Linked DNA regions of Zea mays: region 1 is linked to region 2. A link is a contact called in public Hi-C data. All regions are on one chromosome and are shown on one strand. The core of a region is the stretch at or near the end of the contact, and the rest is flanking DNA. Distances in the headings are between cores, read along the strand shown.

Region 1 (6,546 bases), core at 459-2,958, 250 kb after region 2:
GTGGGAACTATAGACCTGTTCAGATAGATAGATTGATAGAATTTTCAAATGACAGTACTGCAAAAATGCACATGTTAATAAACGACCTAATAACTGTGAACCTAGAGAACTGAAAAAAAGTAAGCAATTCATAAGAAGAAAGCAACTAGGAAGGCCAGTAAGAACTGCTCTTATGTCAGTGAGAGCTCATCATAAATATGGTATCCTGATAATGAAAACAGCAATGCCGATCTGGATGTCAGGATTTGATCATATTGTTCATAGATAGTACTACTTGTAGAATGCAGGACAAGCGACCATCTCAAAGGATCCAATTTATCTAGTTGAGAGAAAAAAATATTCAGTAGACGTTGACCAATTTTTTCTCAAGAAAAGAACGCTGACCAACTGGTCAGTTAAAAGTTCAATGCTTATGCAGAAGTTTCACACTGCATTAACATTATGCAAAGGACATGTCATGTTTTGAGCTCATTATTAGAAACACAGAGAACATCACTAATGCCGTTCGAAATCTTGCAGCGCTGCAAATCTGCAACCAGAAGGACGATTAACAGAACACGAGCCTTTGTGGTCGGTCACTGGCATACCATGCTAGGATAAACGTGCTCCAATACGACCAGCTCCAAAAGAACCCGACGTCACTCTTCTGATTGCCGTTGCCAGAAATTGCCTGCGAGTCAGAAAAATGGCATAACGGGTCAGGCCAACGGAATGAAAGCAGACTACGCCGCAGACCCAGCGCACATCGCGCTCATAGCGTAACAAGTAACAACACCTTGATCTTGATGGTCTTTTCATCTGCAATTATTATTATTATATTACTAAAGACCATTTCCAAACAGCGACGATAAAAAACCTACTTGCTTTATCGATGTTGATGGTGTGCTTAAATTTCAACAACAAACTCCGTTGACGAGTCATAGAACCAGCCCAATGCCAATTTGACGATTTCAGATCGCCATCTAACCCCAATCACTTTCTTGATTGTGACAGTTTCCACGAATTCCTACCTTCAGTACCTTGGCATCGAGACTATTACCTACCAGACTACTGGGTACGCTATCGAACCACCATTATTCATAAGTTAATCCAGTTTAAATCATTTCTTAGTAAACTAGCAACAGGTTCAGAAATGGATATGGTTCATCCAAACTCCGATTCTGACGCTACATTACCAGTGTCCTAACCAAAACGGCTCCCATCTCCCGCAGTCGCACGACCGCGCAACGCAACCAGCACAGTTTACTGGTAACCCGGCTGTACGCGCAAATGATCTCTGTTAATTAGTGAATAGTGATAGCGCGCGCACTAAGCGGAGCGGCGGAGAGGTCGCGGCGACGCACAGGCACAGCATTAGCACACTCTGCACTCTAGCAGCACGGCGGGAGGGAGGCGCACCGTCCAGATGTCAGTAGGGACGAGGACAACGAAGGAGAGGGAGGAGAGCCATGCGTAGCCGACGACGGCGAGGACGTGGGCCGGCACGGCGGGGCCCGCGAAGTAGCGCAGCGTCGCCGCCACCATCCCCACCGTCAGCGGCAGCGATATCATGTAGAACACCCACATCTCTCCGCCGCTTCGGGCTTCCGCGCCCGCGGAATCGTGAAGAGAAGAGAATGGGGGAATGGACTGGACAGAAGAGGGGGGATGAATTGGTTCCGCGGGGAAGGAGGCGGGGGCTTTAAAATGTTTGGCGTTTTTGTGTGAGGAGGACTGAGGTGTGGTGTCGTGGTGGGTGGGTGGCGAAGCTGCTGGGGCCGGGACCGGGCGGGACCGGACCGGTTCAGCTGCTCACGTGTCATGGAGGTGGAGCCCGGTGATTCGAGCTCTCGTCTCTTTCTTGTCGGCTTCGCCTTTCACGTAAGCGCTGCATGGAGTTGGAGTTGGGACGACCAGGACCGCGTCCGACTCCGAGCTCCAGACCTGATCGCCGCCGCCACCGATGATCGGATGATGCCACATCGGCGCGTAAGTGAATGTGAATGCATGGGGGTCCGGATCCAATCATGCTTCGTAAAATAACCATGTCTTTTTTAGATTCTAATTCATCGTAAATCAAAACATATATTAAAGAAAAATAGAGTGAATAATACTGCATATCTATGGGTTTTTTGAGTTCTTTTTTATAATTTCTGATAGTTTAATTATATACGGCGTGACTATACTATACGGAAAACTTGATTGTATAGTAGCTTTATCTATTTTTATGACTTCTTATAGAGACCATGACAGTGATGATAGCGTAAAAGTTTCGGCGCAGAACTAAGGACTGTGTCAAAAGGACAAAGAAACGCATGCACCTTACATATACCCGTAAACGCGCATGTACACACGAGCTACTTGGTCGCACCCAATAATTTAACAAGCAGATTCATGCATGCTTCAGAAATGTTGTCGACCGGAAGGGGACGTCGACCACTTCGTTCGGTCAACTGTTTTTGCTAATAGCGGTCATTATAAAAAAATCCTTTATCTCAGTAGCTACAACCTGCAACCGCCCTTTCCAAAAAAAAATATGTACTATATATCTGCAACTGCAATGTTGCATGTTGCTAGCTTGTGCTCATGGTCATGAAGCAAGTTCTGCGAGTACAACTGTACAAGCAGCTTGGCAAATGGAGACCGTCCACCGCCCGTCCGGCCCACCAGGCAAAATCAGTAGTATCTTGCTTCAAACCAGGTCTCTGAATATTAAAAGAGGCCGAGGCCCATCAGAACTCAAACAGAAAAGCAAGCAGGAGACAGAGTCTCACCAAGTCTATACGACTATACTCCTTGTATAACCCACCAGCTTTAACTTTATAATAAAACCCATCCTGTCAAATCACTCCTACACCCATAACATTTCCTAAATCCATCAAACAACACTCTCAAATTCTTATAAAATCCATATGACCAAATCACTCCTACATCCATAACCCTCTCTAAATCCATCGAGCGATACTCTCAAGACCAACGGTTCAGATCGTTAGATAATCTTCCTCTCTCTTACTTACTCAAATCCAATAGCCAATGTTATTTAGACCATCATTTCACCCTCACCAGTCACACAAATAGTAACACCATGTCTCCCCATCACTTGTGCCGCCGTGGTCACCGGCTCCTTCGCGTTGTCGTCGTCGACCCCTCCCCTCACCTTTCCCCTTGAACCGTAGAGTTACCACGAATAATAGGCTACTGGTACCCGTAGTGGCACACCTCAGCCTCCACTGGTCACTGATGGTTCTGTTACAACTCCCATCAACCAGACTCACTTTGTAGCGTTCAATCTTGTCGATGACGATATATGGTTCGTGAATTCATACCCGCGAGACAAAACTCAATCCATATATATATATACCCATATACGCTTGTGGGTATGGATCTGTACTCATACTCGTACCTATCGGGTATCCGCTACCAAGGAATACTCCTTACTCGCCCGCTCACTACAATTTTAGCATTGAGCACCAAACAACAATTTTATCATAATTCAAAATTTTATTCAAGTGACATCAAACAACAATTTCATCATCAAACAACATGCCGTGGATGAAAATTGTTAAATGGAAATTCAGGATTGTGTATTGAAATTGGATGACCCACATGTCAGGTACCCATCGGGTAATGGGTATGGATACTAGATATCCACACCCGCGAAAAAATTACCCGCATATACCTTATTATATTCATACACATACCCGCGGATATAAAATTTCACCATACCCTTATCCAATGATAAGTACATATAGTTATTTACCCATACTCGTATCCATTGCCATCCCTAACAACGCACAATCCACTGTTACATTGTTTTAGTACCTTGGAGGTGTTTGGTTCTCTTAGACTACCTCTAACGGGTAGTGTAAAATAGGGGACATGAAACTATAGATAACATTGTTTGACACTGTTTGCAGAGTGAAGTTTAAAATAGGGGATGAGAAGGGAGATCTGCTAGGGATAGCCTTAACTAAAGTTTAGTTTCAAATCAGATGTTTGAATGTCAATTATGAGTATTAAATAAAGAAAGATCACCAATTAAGATCCTCAACATAATTTTCGGTAAGCCTCACAAGTATGCCACATCAAAATGGCCTATTTTTACGTATTAGCTCCTTCTACATTATACTGTTTTAAATTTTAGAGGAACTCGAGAGCAATAGACGGGCTTAAGGTTGTCTCCAACAATAGACCGTATAGCCTCCTGTACGCTAAATGTAGAGATCAAAGTGTCTGCCAGCAATGAACTGTAAAGGGTTCGCTAAAATAGCGAACGATGCTCACACACGTTATTATTGGCAATTCATTGTGCGTCTGCTATCCCACCTTTTCGTGTGAAAGCGATCTATAGTAGTGGAAGACGTGCTTCGTGGATTCGCGTCACGTCAGCGGTGCCAGCGGGTCAAGCTCAGATCGGCGTCAGTGACGACATCGGAGCGCTGTAAAGGGGCCGGGGTTGGGGAAGAGAGGAGATCGAGCGCAGCCGGAGAATGAGCGAGGACTTGGAGACGACGACGACATTGTTGATCGCGAGGTCGTCAAGTATGGCACTGCCGACCTACACCACACGGAGCTGCTCCATATAGTCGAACACGGTTACAAACTATTTATGTGATACAAAAACCGTACCAAAGCAGCACGATCAACTGGCTAGTTATATTAATACAAACTAATATGGTTACATGAGAGTTCATTAAAAAAAGCCTATGGTTTCAATTTATATGTAGGTCGACTTCCTTTTTCTGTTAATACATACATCGACAGATTTTCTGTCATTAGCTTCTCTTCGTAAAAGAATATGCTAAGCATTCGGCTCATAAAATCGCAAAGCATTGTCTAGCTCCTCTAGTGGCGATGTTGCAGGCAATTAAAAAGAAATAGCTGGTCTGCTAAAACCTCCCGCGCGCAGACAAACCACCTCCCGCGCGTGGTGAAATCAGCGTATTCGTGAGCGTTTTTCCCGTCCTACTTTTGAATTGGCGGCCAAGGAGCAAGCAAGGAATACAGCCATTGATGATCATCCACCCGATTGGTTGGCTGCGCGCCTGCGGACCGTCCGGCCCCAGACCGCGGACCGTCCGCACCTGACCAGAGAGCACCGCCGCCGGTTCTTCTTGAGTAATTGACGCTCCAAAAAAGCGTCAACAACAGCCATTGATGATCATCCACCCGATTGGTTGGCTGCGCGCCTGCGCCCGGGGGGCTAGGCCTGCGCGACTGCGCGAGCATGGCCGGTGGGATACAATCATACAAATCAAACGCATGGGCGGATGTAGAGAAATGCTCTTAAAATGGATGGTTTTGCATCTACCTTGCAGACAAATAAACACAACATGACATAATGTCAACACATACGATGATCTAAGATAAGACGCGTCCACGACAAGCCAACAATGCACATGATGACACACTTTCTCGCCTGAAAAGTTAGACGACGTGGCTTGTTCTAGATAATCAGATGGAGCCCCATGTGTTCTGCAAAAGTAGTCGTCTCCGTTACTCGTCACATGCTAATCATAACAGCTGGTTGTGTCCATGGTGCTCCTGTGGTTTGAACCGGTGTATGCGGTTAAATCTGATCAACTACAAGGAATCAATAAGTTTTTGAAACACTCTTGATTTGTTTTGAGAATATCTCCTAGAGTCTTTTTTTTTTCTAATTCCATTCTCTAAATTAACATTCGGAGAGTCGTTTGCATAAAAAACATATCTACGTTCCGGCATGTTTTCTATGTCTCGTTTGTATTTTAGAGAGTCATTCTCATTTTCTATTTGTTGGCTACCGAGAAGTCTGAAATCCGAGATAGGCGTGCGTTACTGTGCTTCGCGTCAATGGTTGCCGAGCAACGCACACGGCGGCCGCTGACGCTGATACGCGCCGTTTCATCAGCGGTGCTGTAGAACCGCCGAACTCCGAACCGCCACAGATGTCCGGCAGTGGACTGGCGCAGGACGTGTGGAAGCGAAAGCGATGGGTGGGGTCACGCGGACAGCGCTGACCCATCACCACCGCGGGCCCGGCCAGGCACATGGGCATCCACCACGCGATCTGTATGCGGCGATCGGCTGTGTATTCTTTCAGCTTGTTCGCTGCGGCTTGCTGCGGCTGCAATCCGGCTGCGGCTACGGCTTCTACAGTATTTTTCTCTCTATGGATTGCAGCTGCAGCAGTCCAAACAGCTGCAACAGTGTCGGCTTGCAGCCTGCCGAACACGCCCGCCCGAGGTGGACATCGGTTGGTCTTGGGCCGTCCCGCGAGCGCGTTCGGCACATTGAATAACGTACGGCCGTGCAGGGCAGCCGAACGCGCTCGAGGCTGCAAACGTACGGCTGCAACAGTATTTCTTTTTCTTTCTGACAGATGTGTGCCCGCCCGAGGTGGACATCGGTTGGTCTTGGGCCGTCCCGCGACAGGATGACAACGCCGCAGGCCGCACGGCAGCACTCATATACCGTACGTTTGCAGCCGCGAGGAGGAGAGGTTAAGTTGTGATTAGTCCACTACCACGACATTTTACCACCACGCACGGTCAGAACTCATGTGGTGCGCGCGTATAGAGCACAGCT
Region 2 (6,370 bases), core at 2,148-4,647:
CTTGGTCTTCTCAGCTGACCATATAACCCCTCTCTTATTTTGCATATCTTTTTTTAGCTGATTGATGCGCTCCATTTCTCGCTGACTACGGACCAAAGAGAATGCACGTAAACTCCTTAGACAAGGAACTTCGACATTCAACATCATTTGAAGGGAGCTGACTGAAGAAAAACAGAATGAAGAAAAAATGAAAAAAATAATGAAAAACATACACCATTGGAACTATCAGCATCATGTGGCTGAAGAAAACAAAAAACAGACTGAAGAAAAAAATAGACCGCAGAAAAACAAACTGAAACACTAACTGAAGAAAACGAAAAACAGATTGGAACTACTCTGACACTTGAAACTATCAGCAGCGCAAGGATTTATTCAACAACAAGACCTGATATTGCCCCATGCGTTTGAATAACACTTCATGAATAATAACAAGGGCCTGATATAGCATGTTCTGAATATTGGCTTGCTTAGGTTAGCGTGCAAAATCAAAAAAGTTTATTCTTTATCTAAAAGGAGAAATTCAATAGCATATGTATGTCACAACTCACATCAAACAAAATAGTGCTTTTCCAAACATCCAACATCCCATGCTAATACAGGCAATCGGAGTTGTTATTAAACTAAATGGCCCAATCCAAACTGAGTTGTTATTAACATCACAACTTTCTCTTCGCCCTTGTGGGAGTCATCTTCCTTGGAGTTGTTGTCGTAGTCTCTAAAGCATGAGAAGAGGATGCCTCCCAAGACGTTTGCATATGTAACCATATATGTATCAAAACTTTTCAACAAATTCAAGCGCGGTGAAAGTGATGAAATATGTACCTTCTTGTCATTATTCCAGGACTCTCTAGCATTAGTTGTTATCTTGTAGTTTCCGGTCTCTCCGGTGTAGCTTCTGGTCTCTCCAGCGTAGTCTATTTAGGAAACCATTTTTGGTACTATTTTTTCTTGGCTTTCTTGGCCTGTAATGTAAATGAACACAAGAAAGCAACATAATGAGAATAAAACAAACGTTTCAAATTACAATGAAATATGTAACCCAGATATTACATTTTCTTAGTTCCATTGAGTGTGCATTTGTAACTAGTTTTTCGATGTCCTAACTCTCCACAATTGGGACACCACTTTGCCTCTAAACATTTTTTAGTCTTCTCGTTCTCATTTTCAGCAATCTTTTTACTACGTTTAGACCATCCGCTTCCACCTTAGAGGCAACTTTTGATCCTATTTCTCTGTTGCCTTCCAACTCCCCTTTTACTAAGTGGTGCACCAACCTAAAATGGCAACTCCATCTTCGACCACTTTTCTTTGCTTGGGAGTTGTTCTATCTCTCTAGCATATGCCTTTCTTAAACTTGTCCACACAGTAGTAATCATGAATAAAGTCCTCTATCCTCACGTTTCTAACTTGTTGGGCTGTTATCAATGACAAAGCATGTTGACAAGGCTTGCCAGTGTGTTGCCACTAACAACAAGAGCACTCATGCAAATATGCTTTAACCACAAACCTCTGGTTGTAATTGTCCCACACCTCAGCAGCATAGTTATCACCTTTGATAACAGTTAAGTGTCCTAGACATCTAGTTCTAGCATTCAAAATTTGTAGGACTACTGGTAGTATCCTTCCATACAATCTTTCTCCATTTTTTCTCCTCTTGTAAGAGAGAATCATTATCATCTCTCTTATCTTGTTCGCCAACTCGCAAACAGGCAAATCCTTTATATCTTTGATCCAATTGTTAAAATTTCAGCCACATTGCTTGTTACATAATCACACTTGATGTCAGGATCAAAGTTAGATATCTGCCACTTCAGCTTGTGATGTGTTTCCAACCAGCTCTTAACACTAGAGAATGCTGCATAAACTTCAGTCATGTGGCTCTCATAAACATCTCTGTCATATGCCCTAGCTGCCGGCCACATGTGTCCACCACTTTCACCCAAAAATCTCTTAACAAAATTTTGCATCAAATGTCGAAAGCATTCTCTTCGGTCGGCTTCTAGAAACACATCTCGCACTGCATTTAGCAATCCTTTGTAAGCATGTGAACAAATAGAAAGTTTAGGAAGATCTCCTACAACCTTATGTAGCTGACTCATCCACCATTTCCAATTGTCTTTTGTTTCTGAGTCCATAAATCCATATGCAACTGGGTACATCCAATTGTGACCATCAACACCAGTTGCAGCAGCTAAATGACCATTCCACCTGCCATTTAGTGTAGTTGCATCAACACCAAGCCATGGTCTACAACCTCTCCAAAAACCTTCAGTGCAAGGACCAAGCGCACAAAAACGGTGGAAATAATCCTTGCCCTTAACCACCTTGCATTCAATTTCAATAACACTATCTAGTATTCTCTTCATGACCTCTGCCCTCTATTTTTACAACAGTTGAAAACTCTCTTCCCATGAACCATGTAGTTCATCCAATGCCTTCTCCTTTCCTTTCTAGACCGTGTCATAGCCAATCGTGCACTTGTGTTCATCTTGCAACCTAATCTGGATACCCAACTCAAATTCTTTGTTTATAGCATATTGTCTAACAGTCAATCTAAAATCCTTCATATTAGGATATCTGGTGTCTATATCCTGTTGAGCACCAAAATGAGGGGCCGGACGGTCCGCACTGGTGGTGCGGACGATCCGCGCGCGCGTAGAGTTAATTAGAGTTCCGAGTTTCTTGGTACAGTTGTTAGCTAAATTCGCGGGATTAGCTTGGGAGATTAGTTTGTAACGGGTCCAACCCCCCTCCTCTATACGACCGATTAATCATAAACAATCGACCTACAATCAATACAATTCGTATTTTATCTTGTACATTTAGGAGTAGTTCTAGTTTAGTCTTTTAATCCCCCAAATTCTCCGCTTCTCTTCAGCTCTACGTCGATTAGAGGTGTCTAGGTCGGCCTGCCGAACCTAGACAACACCTAGGATCTCTCCTCCCCGACAGGGTCTCTCCCGGGAGCGAGATCCAGGCGTCGCCAGCGAACCTCGCCGCCCCTGCGCACGCGCGGACCGTCCGGCCTATAGGCACGGGCCGTCCGGCTCATCAGGCATGGAACCCGAGCCCCGTGCCAGGTCGCGGACCGTCCAGTCCCTGGCCGCGGAACGTCCGTGCCTGTGCAGAGAGTACCGTCGTCGATTCTCATCGCAGTGATTGATGTTCGGATCGACACCAACAATATGTTAAATAAATAAGAAAACTTAGATTACATAAAATTAATAGCCCATACTTTTATTCCTCTAAAATCTAGAGGACGGCCCAAAGGAGGCCAAACCCCGCCCGCTTCGAGAACCGGATTGCAGTTGCCCGTTGTAATAGAAGCGCCACGTGCGAGCTGCGACTTTGCTTCAACACGGAACTGAAACGGGTTGACCCACATCACAATTCACAACACCAGTTGCCAACCCCACGCACGCTCTGCGACGCGCGAGTTCCCCTTCCCCACTCCCAGCTTCCGTTTCCTCGGACCCCACCACCGCGCCCCCATTCCTCAGAGCTCAGATGCAGCCGCAGCCCGCCGAGATGGACCCCGCCGTCGACGCCTCCGCCTCCACCGCGCAGGCCGACTCCAACGTCAGCGCCGCCGTCCCCGCACCCGATCCCTCCCCGCCCCTGCCGGCGCCGGAGGCTGAGACGGTCGATCCGCCGCCCCCGCCGCCCGCACCAGCGCCCAAGACGGTCACCTGGAGCGAGAAGCTCACGTCCGAGTCGCCGACGCACGTGCACGCCGCCGCTGCGGCGGAGTCCAGCCAGTACGTGTCCCGCGGGCCCGCGTCCTCCTCGTCTAAAGGTAAAACCCCCGCTAGTTCGACGCGTCGGACCTAGCTTTGCGCTGTATTTCTCTTTTATCTAGAGGATTTTTTTTTGTTTCTGATTTCACTATGCCCTGGCCCATTGTCAGGCGCCGTGGAGGCGATGAGGGAGACGCTGTCGAGGTGGGGGAAGTCGTGGGGGGAGACCACCAAGATGGTCGAGAGCCTCAGCCGCGACACGTGGCAACACTGTGAGATCTCAGCACCCCTGCTAAGTGATAACGTTCTATTTTCCTTCGAAAGGTCCATTGTGTTGGTTTCTTCGCATGATTCATTCCTTGAGGTGCACGGATTGGTAGGATGCACTAGCTTTCTAACTATCGAAGGAAAGAATCTCCATATATGAAGTTGCAAATGTAAAGTAATGAAAGCTGTGGTAGACTCCTTTTGAGAATTATGTTGGGGGTTGTGGAGCCGGGGAAGCAGAATATTTGAACCTTTGGCCCAAGAAAAGAAGCGTACAGTAACATTTTGGTGTGGCTTTCCATATGCTTTTGCCTTGCTGGCTAAGTATCTTCATAAGTTTACTTGTGTTTAAAAAGAACTCTTTAAACTCTGTTACCCAAAAGTTCGCAGTTTTAATGATGATCTTGTTGATCTTTCTTAGACATTCGGTCGTAGGATGTTATGTGGCCTGTAGTGTGCTGAATCATTTGTGGGGAGAGATGAACATGCTTGTCTTCGAACTTAACTGGATGGTGTCTCTATTGACTGAATGATTACAAGTGCATATGCAAACTTGTCTTTGTTTGCACTTTGACCAAATCCCTTGCAGGGAAAAAAGCAAACATTGGACAGATCTTACAACAGTAAGATTTTCCATTACCTTTTAGTTATCAGTTGATTGGGGCTTGTGGCTAAATACCTATATAGAACTTGTGATGGCCAAGTTTCTTGCAGTCGACGGTTAGAAAGTTGAATTGTGGTAGTCGTTGGAACTCTCATCCAACCCAAGTTCAAAGCACGACACCTCTTAAGATGAAGCCAGGGTGGAGTCCCCTGCATTGTGAAAACTGACACCTCTTCAATGGGACTTTCAAGATCAAACTTCAAATCACTGAAAACTGACTATAGTTGTAGATCATGGGCGAAGGTCCTCAGTGGTGTGTGTAGGTACCGTAATCGTCCATCTTATTTACTTGAAATCATTAAAACTTTCAATATGGAGTGAGACATTTGGCTGATAATTATACCCAACCCGCAAGATCCTGTATCAACCTTCAAATTCAATTAAAGACGTGGGAAATAAACTTAATATCGTACGTCTATTAACATGGTTTCCCTTTTGCCTGACAATATGCCATTCTTCTTAACAGTCAAGACTGGACCTAGTTTTACTGAAGCTGCTATGGGACGCCTAGCACAAGGGACTAAAGTTTTAGCAGAAGGGGGCTATGAAAAAATATTTAAGCAGACCTTCGAAGTTCTTCCAGATGAGCAGCTGAAAATATGCTTTGCGTGCTATCTCTCAACATCGGCGGGTCCTGTCATGGGAGTCTTGTATATTTCTACAGCAAAGATTGCTTTCTGCAGTGACAATCCTCTGTCATACAAAGCTGGAAATAAAACTGAATGGAGTTACTACAAGGCAAGGGTTACTCCCTTCTTAGCATCTAGTTATCGCTATTGAAACCGATCTTCCTTTTGTATCATATCATTGACTGGTTTGGTTTCTATAAATCATTATTGTTAGTTTCCTGTAGATTTATAAATTTGACTTACTACGTGAGAATAGGTAAACTTATGTTTTTAGTGCTCGCTGGTAAAAATGGTATTGGATTTGAGGATGAGAACAGTGACACTCTTCAGTTCCATTCTATTCTGAAGATATATACATATATTAAATTATAAACAATAAAGGACACAATTGCAGTCTGGTTAGTTTGTGAGCCTTACGCACTTATGATAAAATTTAGTTTTGAATCATAAAAGAGGTGCACTGTTAACTGCAAGTTGATGCTATGCTCTCTATTGAGGACATGGTCTAACTCTAACAATGGTGCTTTCTGTGTCTCTGGATTGAATGCTGAAGCACTGATTGTCACTTAAGAAAAATGCATGTGAATTTGTCATACCTAACTTGGATCTTTTGTCCCAGTTGTTGCTTGATCCATTTTGATGTTCAAATATCAGCAGGACTTCAATTAAAAAGATGAACTGTGTTAATTAAGAATGTTCTCTTCACTTTTCATAAATAGGTGGTCATTCCTCTTCACCAGCTAAGAGCAGCTAATCCTTCAGTAAGCAAATTAAGTCCCGCGGAGAAGTACATTCAGGTCGTATCCATTGAAGGCCACGAGTTCTGGTTCATGGGTTTTCTAATGTACGACAAGGCTGCAACCAGTCTTCAAGAAGCCTTGGCTAGCGCACGTGAGTTGCAACCGTGAAGACACCGGGGTAAATGGTGTTTCTTCCGGTTACATCAGTTTCCACATCTTGAGTTCAGGCTGGGTCGCAAGGATTCCTTAGCTTCTGAGTGTCTCCTGTTTCAGATCCTTTTAGCTGAAGCCTTTGACACGGTACACTCACTAGCTTGCATACGCGTCAGAAAT

The links. A called contact is a pair of places that touch in the nucleus more often than the background predicts.
Region 1: a Hi-C map of tassel shows a contact between it and region 2, with 2.1 times the contacts expected there. The contact joins the promoter of LOC109940195 here to the promoter of LOC100193496 in region 2. A contact is called at or near these places in 3 of 25 Hi-C or Micro-C datasets (endosperm, leaf and tassel).

The regions. Positions count from the first base shown.
Region 1 is chr6:122,391,220-122,397,765 of Zm-B73-REFERENCE-NAM-5.0, forward strand. LOC109940195 (LMBR1 domain-containing protein 2 homolog) reads right to left here and starts at 1,709. Exons shown (of 14, transcript XM_020539451.3): 1 at 1,399-1,709; 2 at 588-670; 3 at 1-15. The coding sequence starts at 1,566. LOC118472240 (a long non-coding RNA gene) reads left to right here. Exons shown (of 3, transcript XR_004850282.1): 3 at 520-622.
Region 2 is chr6:122,141,680-122,148,049 of Zm-B73-REFERENCE-NAM-5.0, forward strand. LOC100193496 (FIP1) reads left to right here and starts at 3,398. Exons shown (of 4, transcript NM_001138610.1): 1 at 3,398-3,796; 2 at 3,908-4,009; 3 at 5,135-5,406; 4 at 6,017-6,370. The coding sequence starts at 3,508. The coding sequence ends at 6,205.